3 separate regions of the Mus musculus genome follow, and regions 1 and 2 are each linked to region 3. A link is a contact called in public Micro-C and promoter capture Hi-C data. All regions are on one chromosome and are shown on one strand. Each heading gives the region's core, a stretch centred on a gene start, on an enhancer-like site or on the middle of the called end of the contact. The rest is flanking DNA. Distances are from core to core; before and after follow the strand shown. Region 1 holds the start of Ran (RAN, member RAS oncogene family). Region 2 holds the start of Rabgef1 (RAB guanine nucleotide exchange factor (GEF) 1). Region 3 holds the start of Ubc (ubiquitin C).

The links. Promoter capture Hi-C pulls out the DNA fragments that hold promoters and counts their contacts. Hi-C and Micro-C count contacts between places; a contact is called where the count stands out from the background.
Region 1: a contact with region 3 is called in a Micro-C map of embryonic stem cells, with 5 times the contacts expected there. The contact joins the promoter of Ran here to the promoter of Ubc in region 3. A contact is called at or near these places in 2 of 39 promoter capture datasets (cranial neural crest and frontonasal cranial neural crest) and 3 of 484 Hi-C or Micro-C datasets (the G1E-ER4 cell line, embryonic stem cells and pro-B cells).
Region 2: a promoter capture Hi-C map of cranial neural crest shows a contact between it and region 3. The contact joins the promoter of Rabgef1 here to the promoter of Ubc in region 3. A contact is called at or near these places in 1 of 39 promoter capture datasets (cranial neural crest) and 1 of 484 Hi-C or Micro-C datasets (B cells).

Annotation. Positions count from the first base shown.
Region 1 is chr5:129,018,405-129,022,678 of GRCm38.p6, reverse strand. It overlaps Ran (RAN, member RAS oncogene family), which reads right to left and starts at 2,523. Exons shown (of 7, transcript NM_009391.3): 1 at 2,401-2,523; 2 at 2,105-2,151; 3 at 1,911-1,995; 4 at 1,688-1,813; 5 at 489-676; 6 at 134-304. The coding sequence starts at 2,140.
Region 2 is chr5:130,169,268-130,173,455 of GRCm38.p6, reverse strand. Rabgef1 (RAB guanine nucleotide exchange factor (GEF) 1) reads right to left here and starts at 1,637. Exons shown (of 9, transcript NM_001199059.1): 1 at 1,562-1,637.
Region 3 is chr5:125,386,906-125,391,370 of GRCm38.p6, reverse strand. It overlaps Ubc (ubiquitin C), which reads left to right and starts at 1,354. Exons shown (of 2, transcript NM_019639.4): 1 at 1,354-1,461; 2 at 3,107-4,465. The coding sequence starts at 3,110.

The DNA.
Region 1 (4,274 bases), core at 1,274-3,773, 3.6 Mb before region 3:
GCTCTTCTAATGACCGGAGCTTGATTCCTAGCACCCCACATGTCTGGGCAGATCCAATGCCAACCTCTGCAGAAACTAGGCAAAGTGCACACACACACACGAAAACAAAACACTGTAAAAAAAGAACAAATACCTCTAAATCATGCTCGTACTGTGCTGCCAAAGCTGGGTCCATGACCACCTCAGGTGGGGCAAGAGCAGGCATGGCAACAAACTCCAAGTTAGGATCTCCAATGAGCTTTCTGGCAAGCCAGAGGAAAGGCTTTTCAAAGTTGTAGTTACTTTTGGCAGAAATGTCATAGTACTGTTTTAAAAGAAAAAGGAATGTATGCTTAATGATTCTATTAATAATCTCCATTCCAGGACATTCTAAACAAAGACATTTTATAATCCACATTAAAACCCTCTGACCAATTTTTAATATAGAACATATACGGGTACCTTATATACAATCTTCTCTAAGAATGAACCGAGAAATTAGAACGTACCTGAAGATTCTTCTTCCGGTGGAAGACAATAGATTTTGCCTTCACTTTCCTGTCTTTAATATCCACTTTGTTGCCACACAATACAATGGGGATGTTTTCACACACTCGTACCAGATCTCTATGCCAGTTAGGTACATTCTTGTAAGTAACTCTTGAGGTTACATCAAACATTATAATGGCACACTGGGCTGAAAAACATTGGAGACAGTAGAGTGTCTTAGTCTACTGCAGGACTCAGTCATCATCTTGGGCCTGACTCTGGATCACCCATCAACCCACTCCATTCAAAAGTCCTCCCTGTCCCCCACTAAAAAGTTAGATGGTAAAACATGGCACACTGACTCCAATTCCTCTTCAAATGAAAACTCCAAAAGTCAAGACCAATTCACTCTATCAACTACCTTCTTCTCCTCAAGGCACCTAATCACTAACTACCAACTGCTGGCCCATCAAAGTTCATCAAAGTTCAAACACCAGTCTTCTAAAATCTGAGCCCAGGTTTCTATAACCTACCCTGCAGGGATGGTGAGGATACAGTTTAAGAGGAAGCACGTGAGCATCCCCATTTTTTTGGTTAAAAAGTTAACCCCGGTTATAAACACCCCTTTGCCTTTACATGCGAAGAAGCCAAAGAACGAATTTTCTCATCATGCTAGTAAGATCACAAGGATATTCATTCGTCTTTAAACACCAACAGACTCTTTCCCCACTAAGCTTTTTCGATTACTTTCAAGGAGAAAAGTAAAAGTACAGTTTCCATGAGGCGGCAGGTTTCACGTGTGAGAGAGGGCCTGGCTCCAGGAGGGGCTAGAGGTTTAGTATCTTGGGGCAAATGCTCACTACTTATTTTAATGATGGGAATAATCACGGGTAAGCTACTGCGTGTAGCCCTTAATTCAAGTTTCGAAAACCAAAAAGTGACCCGGGAGCTTTCCCAATAGCTTAGTCTCCTACTAAGTTCTGAAGCCACACAGTTTGCCCCAAATCAATGCCTAGCATGACACAGCATATGATCAAACGACACCACGGACGATTCTTATAAAAGAAAAAAAAAATCTCCTATCCACTCCAACCAGGTCGCCTCCCTCCAAGAGATTTCTGTCCCCTCTCCTTAGTCACCCGGCAACGGCTGGCTCTCCGGCTCATACCCCAAGCACATGTCCGAGGGCCTGGGCCCACTTCCGCAAGGCCCCCCTCACCTTGGATGTAGTAGCCATCGCGCAGGCCCCCGAACTTCTCCTGGCCGGCCGTGTCCCACACGTTGAACTTGATGGGTCCTCTGTTGGTATGGAAGACGAGCGGGTGCACCTCCACGCCCAGGGTGGCTGCGGGGAACAGGGCGGCAGAAGGGGTCAGCCGTGCACTGCCCGCCGCCTTCCCCCGGAGGCCTCGCTGCCGTGAAGCACCCCCGGCCGCACCTACCTACATACTTCTTCTCAAACTCGCCCGTCAAGTGGCGCTTCACGAAGGTTGTCTTCCCGGTGCCGCCGTCGCCCACCAGGACGAGCTAGATTCAAGAGACGAGGCGGCGGCGTGAGCGGTCCCCGCCATGCCGTCCCCTCCCGACCTCCCCGCTCGCTCGCCCTCCGAGGGCCCCCGTGCGGCCGCACACGCACCTTGAACTGGACCTGCGGCTCTCCCTGGGCGGCCATCGCGGCGGATCCTGCGGGGAGAGAGAGCGGCTGCGGCACGTGCGCCCCACAAAGGCCGCGGCCGGGAAGAGCGCGCGGGAAGGCGGGGACGCGGCGTGAGACGGTGGGGGGAAGGGAAGCGGGCTGAAAAAGCCCAGGGCGCTGCCCGTCCGCCTCGCCTCGCCTCGTCGCCAGCGCCGCCCCGCGCCCACCCGAAGGACACCCAAACCCTCCGGTCACCGCCCGCGCCCGCGCCCGCACCCTCCCGGCCTCGACGCTACCTTCCAGAAGAGTCTCCGCGCCTGTCCGACTGGAGCTGGAAAGATGGCGGAAGCGCGATTCAAATGCCGGAGACGCAGCGGACGCCGGCGCGCGGAGGGGGGGAGGAGCCGGGAGAGGGCGGAGCAACGGCGCCGCGCCCAACCACGCGGCGCGCGTGCACGCGCACGTCCGCTGGAGCCGTCCGACTCGGCCGGGGGCCCTCGGAGCGCCCAGGGCGGGAGAGGGGCGGCGGGTCACGTGGGCCGGCCGAGCGGGGACGCGCACGCACGCGGACCGTGAAGGGCCCGCGGGAGCCGGCGCTGAGCGCGGGCTGCCACGCGCATGCGCTGGCTGCGGGAGGCCGCGCGTTACGCGGGCGGCGGCCTAGCCAGGGGCCTCGTGGGCGGGAAAGGCGGGTGCTGCTTCTCGGTCGCTCGCTGCCGCTCAGCGGGCACCGCCCGACCTTCGTCCCCAAGTCCTGTGTCCACAGGCACCGGGGATCTCGCGGGCGGGCGATCGCTAAGTGTGCGCGGCCGCCGTCTGCAGAATGAATGGAGGGAATGAATGAGGGTGCGCGCGCCCGAGGCCCGGCTTGCGTCAGCCATGCGTGCCCGGCATGGACACGGCCTGGCCTTCCTGGGAGGATGGGACCGGATGCAGTTAGTCCAGGCGTTCAGCATCCCAGGGCCCTTCCTCTGTTGCGTGGTCTGAGTAATCTGTCTCGCAGAAGATACCCTACCCTGGCTCCCTCCTGAGCAGCAATTGACCAGCAAATACAGATGCTGCTGGGGAAATGGAAAATGTATCTCTGATGACCAGAGCTTGGGGGCCCTGCTGTTACTTTGTACTATGCAATCTAAAAGGAGCCAGCACAGGCCTTAGGGTTCCAAGGCTAGCCTGGGCAACTTAGGTAGAAGACAGGTGGGAAAGTGTGCACAAAAACTATAACATAACGTTAACATAGTATGTTTAATGGAACGTCAGTTACATATTTATATAAATACAAAGTTACTATATTTTGGAGTATATGTAACAAGTCGGCTACAAGGGGCTATGCTGTGAGCTGTATTCAATAGAGGATATAACAGGAGGTGGAGATCAAACAGAGTTTAGGAGAAAAACGGTCAACCCGCCTAGTTCCAGTTTGGTAGATTGTTGATACAATGTAGCACCTGGTGCTGGGTGGTGACATCACCAGTGACCCTCTCCCCGAGAAAACTTATCATGAACTTACTTGTCCTGGCAACCAGCCTGCCGAACCGCATCATCTGGTGGCCTGGTTTGTGTTACTAACTGGCCCACGCTTAGAACTTACAAAGAACCTCATCCTAAGAAGCCGAGGGAAACAAGAGAATACACTCAAGCGGGCATAGGCGCAGCTCTCCCTGCAAGCACTGTCTGGACTGCCCACTGCTGCCTGGTTTACAGCATTTTCTTTGCCATCCAACGTGAACTGCAAACCTATTCTTAGCCTGAACTTTAAAACTTAACATGTATGAGTACTGGGGGTGTGGGTGTTGGTCGGGAGACAGCTATAGACAGGCTATTTGTACAGCCTTGGGGGGAAAGTTGCTGTTGCGGAAGGGATTGTAGCTTGTGATGGTTAGTCTACTGGATTTAGGGTTGTGAAGGGTGTGTCTCTTGTACTCACAGAGAGGTTTAACTGAACCTGGGCAGTACCCTAGACTGAACAAAATGGAGACCAGCATCGGTCTCTCTGCTTCCTGACTGTGGATACAATGTAACCAGCCACCTCACACTCTCACCATTATGCCTTCCATCTTCTGCAGATGTAATAAATTGTACCATTGGAATTGTGAGCCAAAAAGAAACTAGCCAAAAGTTGCTTTTTATCAAGTATTTTTGTCTAGCGATGAGAAAAATAGCTAATTGT
Region 2 (4,188 bases), core at 388-2,887, 4.8 Mb before region 3:
AGGCTAGTATGACACCAAGGAAAATAGCTAACATTTGCTAACCTCTGGCCTCCACATGCACACACTGTGAACACACATACCAAAAGAAAAGACAGGCAAGGCAGTGGTCCACACCCGCAATCTCACCACTTGAGAGGCCTAGGCAGGCGGAATGCTCCAAGTTCAGAGTCTTGCCTGATCGCCTGATCTACACAGCCAAAGCTGTATTGCGAGACCCTGTCCCCCAAAATAAACACACAAATCAAAATAAATAAATAATCCCCCCAAACAGTAACTCTCAGAGGCTGAATAGAAACTGGGACTGTAGCTCAGTTAAACAGCCCCTATCTAACATGTGTAAACCTTAAAGTCAGTCATCACCAAGTAACAAGCAAGCTTCTTCTCCCCCCAAAACAGTCTATGTAGCCTGGACTGTCCTGGAACTCACTCTGTAGACCAGGCCTGTTCAAACTCATAGAGATCTGTCTCTGCCTCCAGCATTCTGGTATTAAAGGTGTGAGCCACCGCCACCACCGCCCAGTAACAAGCTTGACAAGACCATTTTATTTTAGCCTCTTCTTTCTTTTAACTGCGACTCTGGTGGGCGGGAGGATCGAATATTACTCTGTAGTATAGGCTGGCCTCAAACTCACTACATAGCCCCGTTGACGTCAAAACTCCCAAGACTGTTGTTCCTGACTCAATTTCCAAATACTGGGATGTCAGAAGTGGGTGACTAATTGGGTCTTCCTTTGAAAAGTAATTCTAGGTTTGTAGGTTAAAAGACCCAACAGTTAACTTCCAGGAGGTGGCAGGGGGTGGGGGGACCATAGGGGCTCTTACCACAAAACTAGGTGACGCTGTAAAACTTATGCCAGTGTCACATCTAAACTCCACAGACAGACCGAGCCTACCACATCCAGCAACACATTTCCCAACCACAGAGGTTGGTCATCAGCTCTGAGACACAGCCAGCTGCCAATGACCTAGTCTCCAAGGCGCTTCCCTCTATGGAGCCAACTTCCGCGAAGGGATGGAAGGACATCCCCTTGGCTCTCCCTTCCAGACAGCTCGGAATCAGGGACTGCCTTTATTATTATTTTCCATAAAAGGGTCTTCCTCAGTGGCAGAGGGCTGACCTCAAAACTCGCGGCAATCCTCCTGCCTCAGCTTCAGGACTTCTCATTCAGAGACACCCATAACCTTGGCCTCTAGCACCTGGGACGAGTATTCAAAACCCCGCGCCACAGCAGCCGCACCAGCCCCGGGACCCACGCGGGCTCCGGATGGGACCCGCCCGGCTGCAACCACAACTCCGGACTCGGACAGGATCGGAGCGGCAGCCGACGACCGGGGAGCGTGTCCTCCCGGGAGCCCGAGTCCCGCCGAGCTGGGAAGAACTCGGCCGAGCTGGAGAGGCCGAGAGCAGCAGCAGAGCTCCGGCGGCCTGGCCCTATGCGCCCGCCCGCCCTCCCGGCTGAGAGGCGGAACGGAGCGGCCCCGGTCAGCGCGCGGCCGGACACCGCCGCCGCCGCCCCGCTCCGTGTGGGAACGCGCCTCCGGAGCCCCCGTCCCTCCGAACCTGCTCCGCGGCTCCGCCGGCGTCCGACCGCCGCTCCCAGCGCCCCTTCAGTCACTCGGCTCCCTGCCCCGCCCCTGCCCCCGCACGCCCCGCCCCCGGCACCGCGAGCACGCGCGCGGTGCGTACGCGTGGCGTCATTTCCGTGACGCTTCGGACTTCCGGGGACTGGCTGGCGGCTGGCCGGAAAAGATTGCAACGCTCCGGAGGCTGTCCACCCGAAGGGGCAGTCCCTGAGGGCAGGGGACACCGAGTGACCGTGAGGCCCTCGCTGACGTGTCTGTGACTCGCGAGAAGCCGCGGTTTCCCCTGTCATTCCTCATTCCGTCTACCAGCTTCTGCTTGCATTAGCCTGAGGGCGACAAGGAGCCCCGAGGACAGCCATACACGAAACGGGACATCAAAGTCTGGGACCAGGAGACATCTCCCAGCGCTTAGCGAATGCGGCCGCCAGAAGGAAATACAAACACACCTTTCCCCTAGTGAGCAGTTAGCAGGGAATAGATAGTCAGGAAAAAGATCGAGAGGGAAAAGTTTAGCACATGACTGCCTGTCTGTAAAGATAGATAACGCTCCCACTGGACAGTTGACATGCCACCTCACTAGCTTTTGTTATCTCCCTGGGCCAAGAACCGTCGGGGTGGAGGAGATGAAGTTATAGGATAGGGGAGGAGAGAATTCAGAATGAACCCTACAAATGAGCAACCCAGAGTCCGTGAGACTGGCTCTCAGCTCTGGAAAAAACAAAAAACAAAAACAAAACACTGTTCCCAGCAGAATTTTTTTTTTAACCCCTGTCTCAATAAATGCCTGTTTTCACCTTTTCTGACTCTGCTATTTTGTTTTTCACTCCTGGGCACTCGTCCATAGAAAGAACCTGGTCACCTGGGCAGATGGCCCACAGAAATGAACACTCCTGGCTTGCTCTTTTTAAGAGCAGGACTTGAAACTGATTCAATTTAGGAGAATCTTAAGGAAATTGGTCCAATAGCAACTAGGCTGTGATCCCAGCCTGGCTAGGTGGAGACAGGAAGTTCAGGAGTTCCCATCTCTAGTGTTCTTGGCCTGGGCAAATATAAGGAAGGTTGTGGGGTATAGCTTTATAATGAGAGCACATGATGATGCAGGAGTTGTGAGAATAAAAGGATCTTTCATGACCCAGCTGTGCTTGGCACAAGGCTGTAGGGTGCCAGACAGGGTCAGGTTGGCCTAGGGAAGTGGCTCCAAGTTGGATGTTTAAGGTCTATGAAGATTAAAGAAAGACACAGACAAATGAGGTGAAAGCGAGTTTTATGAAAGAGGATTACAAGTAAAGAGGGCCAGAGAGATGTTTCAGTGTGTAAAAGGTTTCCCATTCAGGCTTGACAACCTAAATCCAAATCCTGGAACTGACCTGACAAAAAAAAGAAGGAGGGGATGGAGAGATGACTCAGTGGTTAAGAACGGTGGTTGCTCTTTCAGAGGAGCTGGGTTCGATTCCCAGCACCCACATGGCAGCTCACAACTGTCTGCAACTCCAGTTGCAGAGGATCCAATACCCTCACACAGACACACATGCAGTCAAAATACCAATGTACGTAAAATAAATAAATGGTTTCAACAAAAAGTAGAAGGAGAGACCCAACTAACAAAGATGCCCACTCACCTCCATGTAAGTATCATGGCATCCACACACAATAATCATAATGTAAGGAAACATGAGGAAGCCTCTCCTGTACATTTACTACTGAAGGGGGGAAAGCTTTTGGCATCAGTGAAAGATAGCTGGACAGTCAGGTTGGTGCCAACTGCCCGGGAGCTTGCTTCATCAGGTTATCTCAAACCGGATTGCAGACATCTTTGTTTCTCATCCCTGGTGTTCTTGGCCTCGCTGCTTGAACTCTTAGCATTCATTTAAAACATAGATACATATTTTCACAGAAATATGTGTGAACTATGGGCAGTTCCACCCTGAGCCCTTTTCCTTTCCTACCTACAGAAGGCTAGCTCTTTCTTCTGGAGGACCTAGGTTCAATCATCAGAATTAAAAAAAAAAAAAATTGGGGTATAGCTGAGACCTAAAAATTAAATAAGTTAGTCAGTGGGTTTTTTTGGTTTTGTTTGTTTGTTTTTGGAGTTTGTTTGTTTGTTTTTGAGACAGGGTTTCTCTGAATAGCCCTGGCTGTCCTGGAACTCACTTTGTAGACCAGGCTCACCTCGAACTCAGAAATCCGCCTGCCTCTGCCTCCCGAGTGCTGGGATTAAAGACATGCGCCACCACACCCGGCTAAGTTAGCCAGTGTTACACAGCATTAATAGTGAAGGCATGAACAGAAGCTAGTCTTAGTTCCCACTTCAAGACTGCTAGAGGCAGCAGATAAGTGTTGTCTACCTTGTGAAGTTCTCTAAAAACCCACCCTTGTGTTAAAGATTCTGTAGACTGGTTTTGGAGAGTTGGAATGTTATAGAGCCATATCTCAGACTGTCTTTAGGTCCGTTGAATATCCGTTTAAGACTCATTCTGTCTCTGACTTAACATCCTTCTGGCCAGCCGGAAAAATCTTTGGAATGCATTCTTACATTCCAACGGTGGTGTCCACCAATCCACAAGCCGAGAATGTCAACAGATAGCATGTGAAGCCTACAGCAGA
Region 3 (4,465 bases), core at 105-2,604:
GGCTACATATAGGAACCCTGTCTCAAAAAAACTCAAAAAATGCTGAGATTAAAGGCATTTAATAGTGTGTGTCCATCTAAGTGTGTGCCACATGTATGTGAAAGTGTCCCTAGGGACATTGGACCCTCCTGAAGCTGGAGTCACAAGCTAGCTGCCTGACAGGGTTGCTGGGTATTGAATTCATGTACTCTGGAAAAAGACCTGTTCCTACTGGGGAGCCATCTCTCCCCATCAGGGATTCAATTCTTACCTTCTAAGGTCTTAGGCCTTACATTTCAAAAACCTGAGCTGGGCAGTGGTGGCGCAGGCCTTTAATCCCAGCACTTTGGAGGCAGAGGCAGGTGGATTTCTGAGTTCGGGGCCAGCCTGGTCTACAAAGTGAGTTCCAGGACAGTCAGGGCTACACAGAGAAACCCTGTCTCAAAAAACCAAAAAAAAAAAAACAAAACAAAACAAAACAAAAAAAACCCTGAATAATTTGATTCGTATAAGTGGGATATATGCTTGCTGTAATCTGAACATTGTACTACACGTGCACATTTGTGCTTTTTTGTTTTTGTGGGGGTTTTTTGTTTGGTTTTTGGTTTTTCAAGTCAAGTGTAGCCCTGGCCATTCTGGAACTTGATCTGTAGACCATACTTGGGAGGCAGAGGCAGGAGGACCTATATAAACTTGAGACCAGCCTGGTCTACATAGCATATTCCAGGACAGGCAGGGCTACACAGAGAAACCCCCATCTGAACAACAAAAATTTAAAAATCAGGGCTTCAGTGGGTTCAGTCTCAGAATATGAACAACAAATATGAACAACATTTGGAAATTTTGACCTTTACTTAGTGACAAGCACATAGAAAACATAGAACCTTCTCGAATCCAAGGACACAAGGTTTAGGAAAAATCTGGAAAGATCAGGTTCTGCTGGGCTTCAGATCTAATGCCAACAGTTTTCAAGAACTGTGTAGACTGTCTGCTTTCCTTGACAAACTCAGATTCGTTTTTCCAAATCGGGGAGAGATTCCCTCCTTCGTATTTTTTTTTTTTAAATTTATTAAAAACCCTTTGTCATTTTCCTTGTTAGGAGATTTGCACAGTCATCCACCCTGTCACTGTGCCAAAACAGTGAGGGCTGGGCATAGTGACCCGCCGGGGATGAGGGGATTGAGGAGGCGAGGTCACCAATGGGATCCCAGTGTGACAGGAGCCAAAGCCCTGGGTCCCCCTAGCGCGGAAAGAAAACAGGGGGGGTGGGGGGTGGTGGCCTGACTAGGGGCGCCAGGCCGCGAAGCCGCAGGGCGCCTGCGCCAAGGCCCGCTCCGGCCTCAGTGATCCCAGCCGTGTTTTCGTGCCGATCGTCTCACGCGCGCTGATCCCTCCGCGGAGTCGCCCGAGGTCACAGCCCTGCCCTCCCACACAAAGCCCCTCAATCTCTGGACGCCACCGTGAAACAACTCCGTGAGAGAGGTACCTTGATAGTTTTAGCCTGTCGCTTTCGCTGCCGAGACTGGACCCGGCGTTACAAAGTAGTCCCTGACCGCATTGCCCGCGGAGGGACCGCGCGGAAGGGGGGGGGCGGGGCTTCGGTGACTATATAAAGAGACGCCGGGCGTGCCGCAGCTAGTTCCGTGGAGACTGCGAGTTCCGTCTGCTGTGTGAGGACTGCCGCCACCACCGCTGGTGAGGAGAAAGCCGCCGCACCCGGTCGGGGACGGGAGGCTGGAGGCGAGACGGGGCGAGAGGCAGCCCCGCGGCCCAGACGTTTGGTTTCCGTGGCCCGCGCGGACCGCGGCTGCCCCGAGGCAGAGGACTGGGCGGCAAGATGGCGGCCAGATGGAAGCCTGAGGGGGAAGACGCGGGGCTCTGACGCGCAGGACGAGGTTGGGGGAGGAAAAAGGCCCGCGAGGCCGCTGCCCTCCGGTTAAGCCGGGGACGTCGGAGACTGTGGGGTGGGGACTGAATTAGGGTTGCGCGCCGTAGGAGCCTCTGCTGTGAGAGCCGTGGATATTGGGCTGGCCCGAGAGGTCGATTGGCCCGGCGTTCGTCCGTTCGTTTGCTGAAAGACGGAAGTGCGATCGAGACCGGAAGGGGGTTGGGCGGCGGTTCAGCCTGCCTGGCCTGCCGCCCCCTGTGACGTCGCGGGTTGCGTGGCCTCCTAATGGATAGTGACGTCACTATCTTGACTTTAGCTTTCCCTCGGTTGTAGGACAGGGTTTGGGTCTCGGCCTCCGGTAGCCTCTCCAGAGTAAACAGGAACCGGAAATTCAGAGGGGAAATGTGAGCCATTCTTGTCCTGTTTCGTTTTAAGAATGTCGCTGTACAACTATGACTACTGAAACTTTTGGGGGGGGGGTTCGAGACGGTTTCTCTATGTAGTCCTGGCTGTCCCGCATCTCACTCTGTAGATCAGGCTGGCCTCGAACCCAGAAATCCTCCTGCCTCTGCCTCCCAAGTGTTGGGACGAAAGGCACCACCATTGTCCTGCGACAAGGGTGTTTTTTTTTAAACTGTCAAAATCTCTGCCTCTACCACCCCATGTGATGAGGTCCAAGGCCAGTACCACCACTCCAGACTAATTTTAATCGTTCAGACAAAAGTTTGGTGTTCTTTTGGGGGAAGGAGAGTTGAGGCAGGATTACACTGTCTCTGGCTGACCTTCCAGTTAGAGATCTGCCCACCTCAGTGTCCCCAGTGCTGAGGTCAGCGATAGGCATGGGCTCAGACTTAGTTTTGCAGTAGTAACTTGCTATATTACCATTCTGAAACTGAATCCGGGACTGCTGTGGTTTCATAACCTCCCAGAGGTCAGGCTTTTCTGCAAACTGTTCAAATAGACAGAAATTGACTTTCAGCTGTTGGTATACTGAAGTCTCCATCCTGTAAATTTGGTAATACAAAAAGACTCACCATGCCGAGGTTTCTTAACTTTGTTAGTCAACAATCTTATTTTCTTGATGGTTTTTCGGGGTGGGGGGATTGGATTCAAGACAGAATCTGTGTAGATAGACCTTGCTATTTAGACTTATAGCATCCAGTTGACAAATGTTGATGCCATCCCACAAATATTTGTGTCATTCCTGACCTGTGAATTGTTTTGTATATTTTGTGACAGACGATGCAGATCTTTGTGAAAACCTTAACTGGTAAGACCATCACCCTGGAGGTCGAGCCCAGTGACACCATTGAGAATGTCAAGGCAAAGATCCAGGACAAGGAGGGCATCCCCCCTGACCAGCAGAGGCTGATCTTTGCAGGCAAGCAGCTGGAAGATGGCCGCACCCTGTCAGACTACAACATCCAGAAAGAGTCCACCCTGCACCTGGTCCTTCGCCTCAGAGGTGGCATGCAGATCTTTGTGAAGACCCTGACAGGCAAGACCATCACCCTGGAGGTCGAGCCCAGTGACACCATAGAGAATGTCAAGGCAAAGATCCAGGACAAGGAGGGCATCCCCCCTGACCAGCAGAGGCTGATCTTTGCAGGCAAGCAGCTGGAAGATGGCCGCACCCTGTCAGACTACAACATCCAGAAAGAGTCCACCCTGCACCTGGTCCTTCGCCTCAGAGGTGGGATGCAGATCTTTGTGAAGACCCTGACAGGCAAGACCATCACCCTGGAGGTCGAGCCCAGTGACACCATAGAGAATGTCAAGGCAAAGATCCAGGACAAGGAGGGCATCCCCCCTGACCAGCAGAGGCTGATCTTTGCAGGCAAGCAGCTGGAAGATGGCCGCACCCTGTCAGACTACAACATCCAGAAAGAGTCCACCCTGCACCTGGTCCTTCGCCTCAGAGGTGGCATGCAGATCTTTGTGAAGACCCTGACAGGCAAGACCATCACCCTGGAGGTCGAGCCCAGTGACACCATTGAGAATGTCAAGGCAAAGATCCAGGACAAGGAGGGCATCCCCCCTGACCAGCAGAGGCTGATCTTTGCAGGCAAGCAGCTGGAAGATGGCCGCACCCTGTCAGACTACAACATCCAGAAAGAGTCCACCCTGCACTTAGTCCTTCGCCTCAGAGGTGGGATGCAGATCTTTGTGAAGACCCTGACAGGCAAAACCATCACCCTGGAGGTCGAGCCCAGTGACACCATTGAGAATGTCAAGGCAAAGATCCAGGACAAGGAGGGCATCCCCCCTGACCAGCAGAGGCTGATCTTTGCAGGCAAGCAGCTGGAAGATGGCCGCACCCTGTCAGACTACAACATCCAGAAAGAGTCCACCCTGCACCTGGTCCTTCGCCTCAGAGGTGGGATGCAGATCTTTGTGAAGACCCTGACAGGCAAGACCATCACCCTGGAGGTCGAGCCCAGTGACACCATAGAGAATGTCAAGGCAAAGATCCAGGACAAGGAGGGCATCCCCCCTGACCAGCAGAGGCTGATCTTTGCAGGCAAGCAGCTGGAAGATGGCCGCACCCTGTCAGACTACAACATCCAGAAAGAGTCCACCCTGCACCTGGTCCTTCGC